Linked DNA regions of Oryctolagus cuniculus: region 2 is linked to region 1. The links are chromatin contacts, called in public Micro-C maps. All regions are on one chromosome and are shown on one strand. The core of a region is the stretch at or near the end of the contact, and the rest is flanking DNA. Distances in the headings are between cores, read along the strand shown.

Region 1 (4,137 bases), core at 1,308-3,807:
GCTGCAGACCACCGTGGAGGGCCAGGGTGCTGATCTGGCCGACCTGGGGGCCACCAAGGACAGCATTATCTCAGAGATTAACAGGCTGCAGCAGGAGGCCACAGAGCACGCCACAGAGAGCGAGGAGCGCTTCCGAGGCCTGGAGGAGGGGCAGGCGCAGGCCGGCCAGTGCCCGAGCCTGGAGGGACGACTGGGCCGTCTCGAAGGCGTCTGTGAGCGGTTGGACACCGTGGCTGGGGGACTGCAGGGCCTGCGTGAGGGCCTTTCCAGGCACGTGGCTGGCCTCTGGGCCGGGCTGCGGGAAACCAACAGCACCAGCCACACCCAGGCGGCCCTGCTGGAGAAGCTGCTGGGGGGGCAGGCCAGCCTGGGCAGGCGGCTCGGCGCCCTGAACAGCTCCCTGCAGCTCCTGGAGGGCCGACTGCACCAGCTCAGCCTGCAGGATCTCACTGGTGAGGGGCCGGAGCAGGCACGGGGGACCCCCTCCAAGCCCTCTGTCTCCCCGCACCCTGCAGCAGCCCAGCCTCCGCTCAGCTGCTTTCTGCTTGCTCTGCCCCCCCATGAACTGCAGCCCCAGCCTCTGTTCGGGGGGTTCCAGCCTGTCCCAGGAGATGGTGGGAGGTCCCCGCTCCCTCGCGTCGCCCAGTGGCTCAGCCAGGCCTGTGGGTGGAGGTGCGATTTGTTCTGCCAGCCACACAGCCGGCATGGGCAAGCCAGGCCCCCCTCCCCTTGTCAGCCTGCAGAGGCCCACCTGTTTCAGCCCCCTTCCCTACCCGTGGGGCCACCGCTTTCCTCGGCCTTCGCAAACTCCCTTTCTGGCTCTTTTTCAACTTAGTTTTGTTGCCCTAGGGCCTGCGGGTGAGGCTGGGCCTCCAGGACCTCCTGGGATGCAGGGGCCCCCAGGCCCTGCCGGACCTCCAGGGCTTCCGGGCAAGGATGGACAAAAGGGGCCCATTGGGCCACCAGGTACGTGGGCCAAGACCCTGGCTGCCGCTGACCCTTTGGGCAGCCCAAGGCTTGACATTCCACTCTGAACTTGACAGAGAAGGGAAAGGGCTGAGGGATTGGCTGGTGGTGGACAGACGACCAGGAGCCGGGACAGTCGCCGTGTTTGCCATTGGCCGTGCTGGCCCCAGTGCTGCCCTGGAGACTAAGACTGGTCCTACCAGGGCCATCTGGCATGGGAGGGGCTGCGGTGAGGGCTCAAGGCCCAGCAGCCGAGCCCTGAAATCCACAGGGCACCAGCACAGCAGGGGAGACTTAGCCAGTGTTTGCTGAATGACTTAGCGAGAGCCGCACTCCTGACTGCTCTCCTTTCTCTTCCCACAGGCCCCCAGGGTGAACAGGGTAAGTTGCTTCCTTCTGATTCTGGAGGGCAGAGGACTTGGGGGGGGCAGGTCTGCCCTGAGCTCCTCTAACCCACCCCCCACCCCACCCCCAGGAGAGGAGGGGGCACCTGCCGTGCCTGTGCCCCGGGTGGCATTTTCAGCTGCCCTGAGTCTGCCGCGGTCTGAACCAGGCACAGTCCCCTTCGACAGGGTCCTACTCAACGACGGAGGCTACTATGACCCGGAGACAGGTGAGCAGTGGGGACATGGGCCCTGCCCGCCTTCATCCTCACCGATCGGGCAGGGGAGGGGCGTCATTCTCCCACCTGCTCTTCCCCGGGGCTTGCTCCGGCCCAGGCCCTGTTCTGAGTGAATGCAACAGCAACTGAGCGCGCAGCGGGGCCTCCCCACCCCGAAGCCCTCCTGACGCCCACCCTTGTCCTCAGGCGTGTTCACCGCACCGCTGGCCGGACGCTACTTGCTGAGCGCGGTACTGACTGGGCACCGGCATGAGAAAGTGGAGGCCGTGCTGTCCCGCTCCAACCTGGGCGTGGCCCGCATCGACTCTGGCGGCTACGAGCCCGAGGGCCTGGAGAACAAGCCGGTGGTGGAGAGCCAGCCCAGCCCCGGCGCGCTGGGCGTGTTCAGCCTCATCCTGCCGCTGCAGGCTGGGGACACGGTCTGCATCGACCTGGTGATGGGGCAGCTGGCGCACTCGGAGGAGCCGCTCACCATCTTCAGCGGGGCCCTGCTCTACGCGGACCTGGAGCTGGGACAGGTGTAGACAGGAGCCGACCTCACCGCTCTCAAGTGTCTGCGCCCGCCAATGAGCCGGCGGGCCCCGCCTGGCTCGGAGCGCCGTTCTGGGCGCCCAGCCTCGGGGACTCAGCGCCCCCGGCCCAGCTCCGGCCTGAGCCCCTTCCAGGACCCGGACTGCGGAGGGCCGATGCTCGCCCCTCCGTCCTTGCACCAGCCCTGCGGGCCGACTCCGGGGCTCTCCCGAGCGGGCTCCGGCCCCCACCGCCATACTAAACTATTGACGAATAAACACACTTGATTTTTTTTCTACAAAACAAAACAAGCCGTTCCGCTCCAGTCCGTGTTCCGGGGTAGGCAGGAGTACACGGGACCGTGCGGGAGAAGATGGCAACGCACGGAGAGGATCCCCGGCCCCGCGCCCGCAATCGCCGCCGCCGCCGCCGCCCGGCGCCGAGGGGCTCTCGCGGTCACGCCGGTTCCGCCCGCGTCCGCCAGGGGGCGCTCAGCGGCGTCTCGCGTCACGTGACGTCCGGAGCCCACCGAGCGGGCGGGCGGAGGAGAAGCCGGGCGGCAGTGAGGGCTCGGGTCGCGAGGCTGCGCTCAGCCCCGCGGGTGCAGGGCGGAGAGCCAGAGCGGCAGGTGCGGCGGAGGGCGCGCAGGCGGCGCGGTACTCGTGCGTGCCCTTTCTCCTTGCGTGCGGCAGATTGCTTCACCGCGCTCTCTAGCCAGGTCTGCACCCACCCCGAGCCCGGGGGACGAGCTAGGAAGCTGAGGTCCGGGAGTGGGAGGTGTTGCCACCTGCGAGGCCAGGTCGGCCGCTTCGGGGAGACCTCGGGATCGGCCCTCTTGGGCCGGCCTGGGTCCTTGGGCTGCGGCGGCCGGGGCCCTGCTCCGTTCCCTGCACCCTCCGGCGCCGCCGTGGACTCCCGGGGGAGGAGCTGTGCACGCGGAGGAGGAGCCGGGGCAGCCCCTGGGAGCGGGACCCGGCCCTGCGGGATAAGAGGCAGGGCCCGGGAAGGCACTCCGACAGCCTGGCGGGCCCAAAGCTCGGGCGCAGCCTCATGGAGGAGAAGCAGATCCTGTGCGTGGGGCTGGTGGTGCTGGACGTCATCAATGTAGTGGACAAGTACCCGGAGGAGGACACGGACAGCAGGTAGGGGCGCCCGGGCCCCTCCAAAGCCCCGGGCACCGCTGCAGCCCTGCGTGTGTGGCCCGCGGCCAAGACCACCGGGCTGCTAGCCAGAGACCCTGCAGTGAGGCCGCGAGGGTCCAGCCTTCTCTGCCGGGGAAGCCTGGGGGGCTCTTAGTGGGAGAGGAGAAATAATGGACGCAGCCTTGTGGAGCGCATCGGGCTAGGTCTCAGGATTCCCGTGTTGCGGATCAGCAAGTACAGAGAGGAAGCGATTTATCCCAGGGCAGACAGCTGGTGGGCCCGGCGCTCCCACCGCCCACCCCGGGAGTGTGCACTTGCTTCTAAATGCGTTCTACCAACCTGTGTGCCACATATCGGAGGGTGCATCAAGAGATTCATGGAAAAACAGATTGAAAATATTTGTTTTTGTGCAAACTATTTTGAAATCCATGTAGTTTTTTTTTTTTTTTTTTTATAATATGCATTTCCACGAACTGTTTGACGGCCTTGCATATATCTTGCCTGTTTCTAAAAAACATCTGGGGTCGCCTAGGGTAAGAGGTATGAGCAGTTAGAAGGTTCCAGCACATTTAAAACCGTGGTATCTGAGCTTTGGCCCAAGGCTTGCTGGCACCGGAGGCGGTGCTGCGGATGCCACAGGAGAGGTGGTTTGGGAGCCAGTTTTCCCTGGAGCTAAATTCCACAAGGAGTTTACCAGAAGTCGATTTGAGAAAGGTCAGGGAAGAGCATTCCGGAAAACATCCTTCTAAGTCGCCTGGTAGACGCTGGAACGTCCTGTGTGGTGGTCACACCTGCGCGTGATAGGGTGCAGCCGTGGAGGCACCTCCCGTGTGGCAGGGACCCTGGGACGTGCTCACGGCTCTCCAGTGGCTCAGCCCAGAACCAGATAAAAGCTCA
Region 2 (4,355 bases), core at 479-2,978, 110 kb before region 1:
GCTCAGTGGGCAGGAGCTTGGGGACTTCCCCAGCACAGCCACCACACCCTCACCCCATGGAGGCCGGGATAGAATCCCAACCAGCAGTTAGGTGACCAGCGGGGCCTCACAGAGCCTCCCCCAGCCCAGGTAAGGCTTCAGGTGCGCTGGCAGGTGAGGTCCCAGGAGTCTGTAGGAGCTGCACGTGCCCTGGCAGGGCCTCCAGGAGTCGGCTTCCGGCCTCACTTCCGTTTTGTCTTCCTGTTGATCTCTTCCTGATCAGACCTGGGAGCCGCCCCCTGAGCTGCTGGAGACAGAGATGGTGAGCATCACCAGGCAGGCTTGGAAGGCCATGGGTACAGCAGGAGGCCTTGCCCTGACTGAGGAAGGGGTGGGGGTAGGGTAGGGTTTGGTGAGGGTGACGACCCAGACAGAGGGAAAGGGGGAGAGGCCGTCATTCAACACCACTGACCACCACTGTGGACCGGTTCCCTGCGTGCTTCGCGGCTTCTTAATTTAAGGTGCAAGGGGGCTGAAATCCCCTGCATCTCTTTCCCGCGCGGGAACACGGCCTCGCTGTCTGGCTAGCCTCTCAGAAGGGAGACTGAAACTGTTGGGAGCCACCTTAAGCACGAGTCCTAATACACTCAGCAGATCAGATCAGGGCACTGCTCCTAAGGCCTGGGCTTCCGGCCTGGGGAAGGGGCAGGGAAACCCTGGGGAGGCAGAGGATTCTGGGACAGTGAAGCCCTGGCAGTAGCTCCCCTGGGAAAGTGCCTTCAGCTCCCCAGTGGCCAGAGCAGCAGCAACTTCAAACCGAAAATGCCAGGAAGGTGTGTTTTCCCTGGCCCCTCTCCCCTGCCATACCTGTGGGCTCCTCTCTGCTCTGCAAGTCCTGGCCACAGTACTACCCACAGGGCCCTCCAGAGGGCGCTTTAAGCTCACCAGTGACTACTTCTTTGGCTAAGGGTGCATCAGCCGCCTAACCTACCTGAACAACTGAGGCTCCAGGAAAGGCGGGTGTGTCCAGGTTGTCTTAGTCCCGCTCACAGAACCACCCAGGATCAGATCAACCCTGAGTGAGGGTCCATGGCAAACTCCCCCACCTGGAGCTCCCTGGGGACAAATGTCTCTTTGAAAGCCCATTTCAGAGTATAGTTGGAAAAGGTTGCCAGGTGGGGCAAATAAAAGCACAGGACGCCCAGCCAGATCTGGATTTCATATAAAAATAATTTTTAGTATAAGTACGTCCCAAATAGTGTTTGTGAAATACTTATAAATATTTATTGTGTACCTGTAAGTCAAGTTGAAAGAAGGTGCCATGTTTTTATCTGACAATTCCAGTTGAGACTTGCTCAAGTGAGTTTTCTGCTTGCTGTTTAACCTGATTCATGGGACACCTACCTACCAGGCGTATTTCAGATGATACAAAAAAATGAACCAAGCTCCTGCATTTAGAAGTGAGTTTGGGGAACGCCAGGCTGACAGTACTGAGGGTACAAACAGTGTTGGAGGCGTGGGGTAGCGACAGTTCAGATTTGGGTGTTGGCTTTGCATTCAAGCCCCACTTCTGATGTTCAGCAAGTGATTACGCTCACTGAGCCCGTTTATTGGGAAAGGGGAAGTAACAACCTCAGAAGATGCAGAGAGGTCGCTGGGACGAGGGTGCGTCTCGCGCCTGCTGTAGCAGGAGCTGAGGGAATGCTAACATCTCCCATTATACATTAGAGATACTGTGAAGGCAGGCAGCTGGCACAGAGGCTAAGACAGTGCTTGGGAGGCCCCCATCCAATGCTGGAGAATCTGCATTTGAGTCCTGACTCCACTTCTAATTCCAGCTTCCTACTAATGCACACCCTGCAGGTGTGCAGGTGATGGCTCAAGTGCTTGGAACCCTGCCATCCATTTGAGAGACCCAGATGAAGTTCAAGGCTCCTGGCTTCAGCCCGGCCCAGCCCCAGCTATTGTGGGCATTTGAGGAGTGAACCAGTGAATGAGATCTATCTCTCTAATAAGTAAAATTAATTCATTTTTTTAGATTTAAGTGCTATGGTACCAGTTAGCCTTATTTGCTTTAAAAGAGTCTCTCCAAAGGATGTAACATTTCACTTTTAAAAACAATACCCAGGGGCAGGCACTGTGGCTTAGTAGGTTTGGCCTCCACCAATTGCACCGGCATCCTTTATGGATGCCAGTTCAAGTCCTGGCTGCTCCAGCTCCCTGCTTATGCACCTGGGAAAGCATTAGAGGATGGCCCAAGTCCTTGGGCCCCTGTGCCCACGTGGGAGACCCGGAAGAAGCTCCTGCCTCCCGGGTTCGGATTGGCCCAGCTCTGGCCATATTGCAGCCATTTGGAGAGTGAACCAGTGGATGAAAGATCTCTCTCTCTCTCTCTCTCTCTCTCTCTGCCTCTGAAATAAATAAATTTTTTTTGTGACATAGCTAGTAAAGCCTTCCCATATGGGTCCCAGTTCAATTCCCGGTTGCTCCACTTCCAATCCAGCTCTCTGCTACCACCTGGGAAAGCAGTAGAAGATGGCCCAGGTCCTTGAACCCCTGTACCCATGTGAGAAACGAGGAAGAAGCTCCTGGCTCCTGGATTCAGATCAGCCCAGCTCCACCAGCAGTTGCAGCCATCTGGGGAGTGAACCAGTAGATGAAAGATCTCTCTCTCTCTCTCTCTCTCTCTCCTCTCTCCTCTCTCCTCTCTCCTCTCTCCTCTCTCCTCTCTCCTCTCTCCTCTCTCCTCTCTCCTCTCTCCTCTCTCTCCCCCTCTGCTTCTCTGTACCTCTGCCTTTCAAATAAATAAATATTAAAAAAAATCTGCAAAGTCTCAGTTTGATATGTGCCTCTAGATCAGGTGACAAGGCATAGCTGGAGTGTGGGGGTGGACAGTCAGATAAAGTCCCCAGTGAACACCCCTGAGAGTTTGAGTTATTATTGGCAGTTACCATTTGGTGAGTATGGACAGCACATGGGGCATAGCTTGACATCTTTCATACATTTTCTCATTTAACCATCACAACCTCACATGAGGAAAACCAAGGCCAAGGTCACATAGGCTGGAACTCCGGGACCCAGGGCTTGTGGGATTCCAGCAGGGTGGAGGGCAGACGCACTCTCTAAATAAAAGCTCGTCCACTTCGAGGCATGTAATTTAAGTCCAGTCCGCAGCGAAATTACACATTGCCTACGTGGGTCCCTTGCAAATGTTTAGAACCACGTCAAGGTTTCCTGTGTTGTGCGAATCTGTCTGGGTTTAGCACCCTGTTCCCCTTCTAGCTTCCAATGAATAATGAACGTGGTTGGTAACAGTTACCAGCACGGCAGGGCCTCCCTGCATTTCGGGCACAGCCCAGCCAGGGCACCCCAGCAGAATCCAATCCAAACGCCAGTCCCACAGTGGCCAGAGCTAACCCCCTTCTCTGAGACTATCCTCTCAGGCACCCTGGGAAAAGCCCAGGAAGGTCACCTTGGCCGCCTGGCTGTTTTCGGTCCTGTGCAAGGTGCTCAGGATACAAAGGTGGATATTCAGGGTCTTTGAGCAGGAGACCCTCCCATGGGGACAGACGTGAACACACAGGAGCACCAGGCAGAGGGGACCTGACAAAGAAAGGGCCAGGGACCCATGGGAAAGGGTGGCCAGTCCTCTCGGGCAGGTGCACAGAGGTGAGCCTGCAGCCAGCCTGAGTTGGCCTGATGGACAGAACAGACGACCTCTTGACACACAGTATCGCCTTGTTGTGAGTATCATGCGACTCTTGCATTCAGCTTCATCCAGTGTCTCTGTGGCTATCATCATAAAAGATGTTATTTCCCTGAATCTCCAAATAAAGTTTAAGCCTGCGGAAGATGTCACTGTTCTATCTTTCCCCGTTTCCTTGACTCCCCTGAATCCAGCTGGAGGGTAGCCCTGGTGCTTGAGCAGGGGTGGAGGTGGGGCTGTATGTGAAAAGGTTTACCTCCTAGAAAGAACCCTCTGGCCAGGACCTTGAGGATGGACCAGAGGTTCAAAGAGAAGGTGGGTGGCCCTGCAGTAACCCAGACAAGAGATGTCAGGGTGAAGGAGAGAGAGGGAGACAGGCCAGAGAGACATTTAAGAGGTGGAATCCGGGCTGGTGTTGGCACAGTGGGTAAAGCCACTGCCTATAGCACCAGCATCCCATGTGGGCGCCAGTTTGAGTCCTGGCTGCTCCACTCCTGACCTAGCTCCCTGCTAATGCACCTGGGAAAGCAGCAGAGGATGGCCCACATCCTTTGGCCCCTACACCCACATGGGAGACCCGGAAGAAGCTCCTGGCTGGAAGAGATCTATCTCTCTCTCTCTGTAATTCTACTTTTCAAATAAATAAATCTTTAAAAAAAAAAAAAAAGAG

What was found. Hi-C and Micro-C count contacts between places; a contact is called where the count stands out from the background.
Region 2: a contact with region 1 is called in a Micro-C map of ear pinna, with 5 times the contacts expected there. The contact joins the enhancer-like site here to the promoter of KHK in region 1. A contact is called at or near these places in 2 of 6 Hi-C or Micro-C datasets (ear pinna and an unstated tissue).

Annotation. Positions count from the first base shown.
Region 1 is chr2:175,873,184-175,877,320 of mOryCun1.1, reverse strand. KHK (ketohexokinase) reads left to right here and starts at 2,557. Exons shown (of 8, transcript XM_070069336.1): 1 at 2,557-2,726. It overlaps EMILIN1 (elastin microfibril interfacer 1), which reads left to right. Exons shown (of 8, transcript XM_051843067.2): 4 at 1-452; 5 at 850-966; 6 at 1,330-1,347; 7 at 1,442-1,579; 8 at 1,775-2,406. The coding sequence ends at 2,112.
Region 2 is chr2:175,980,679-175,985,033 of mOryCun1.1, reverse strand. LOC103347715 (a long non-coding RNA gene) reads right to left here. Exons shown (of 3, transcript XR_516302.4): 3 at 1-286. Among named protein-coding and RNA genes, the nearest start is that of MAPRE3, 8.8 kb to the right of the region's middle. Within about 2 kb of position 1,728, at least 1 of the 8 cell types and tissues checked has an H3K27ac peak or open chromatin away from gene starts, as enhancers often do. A contact at or near this core is called in ear pinna, where this site is marked.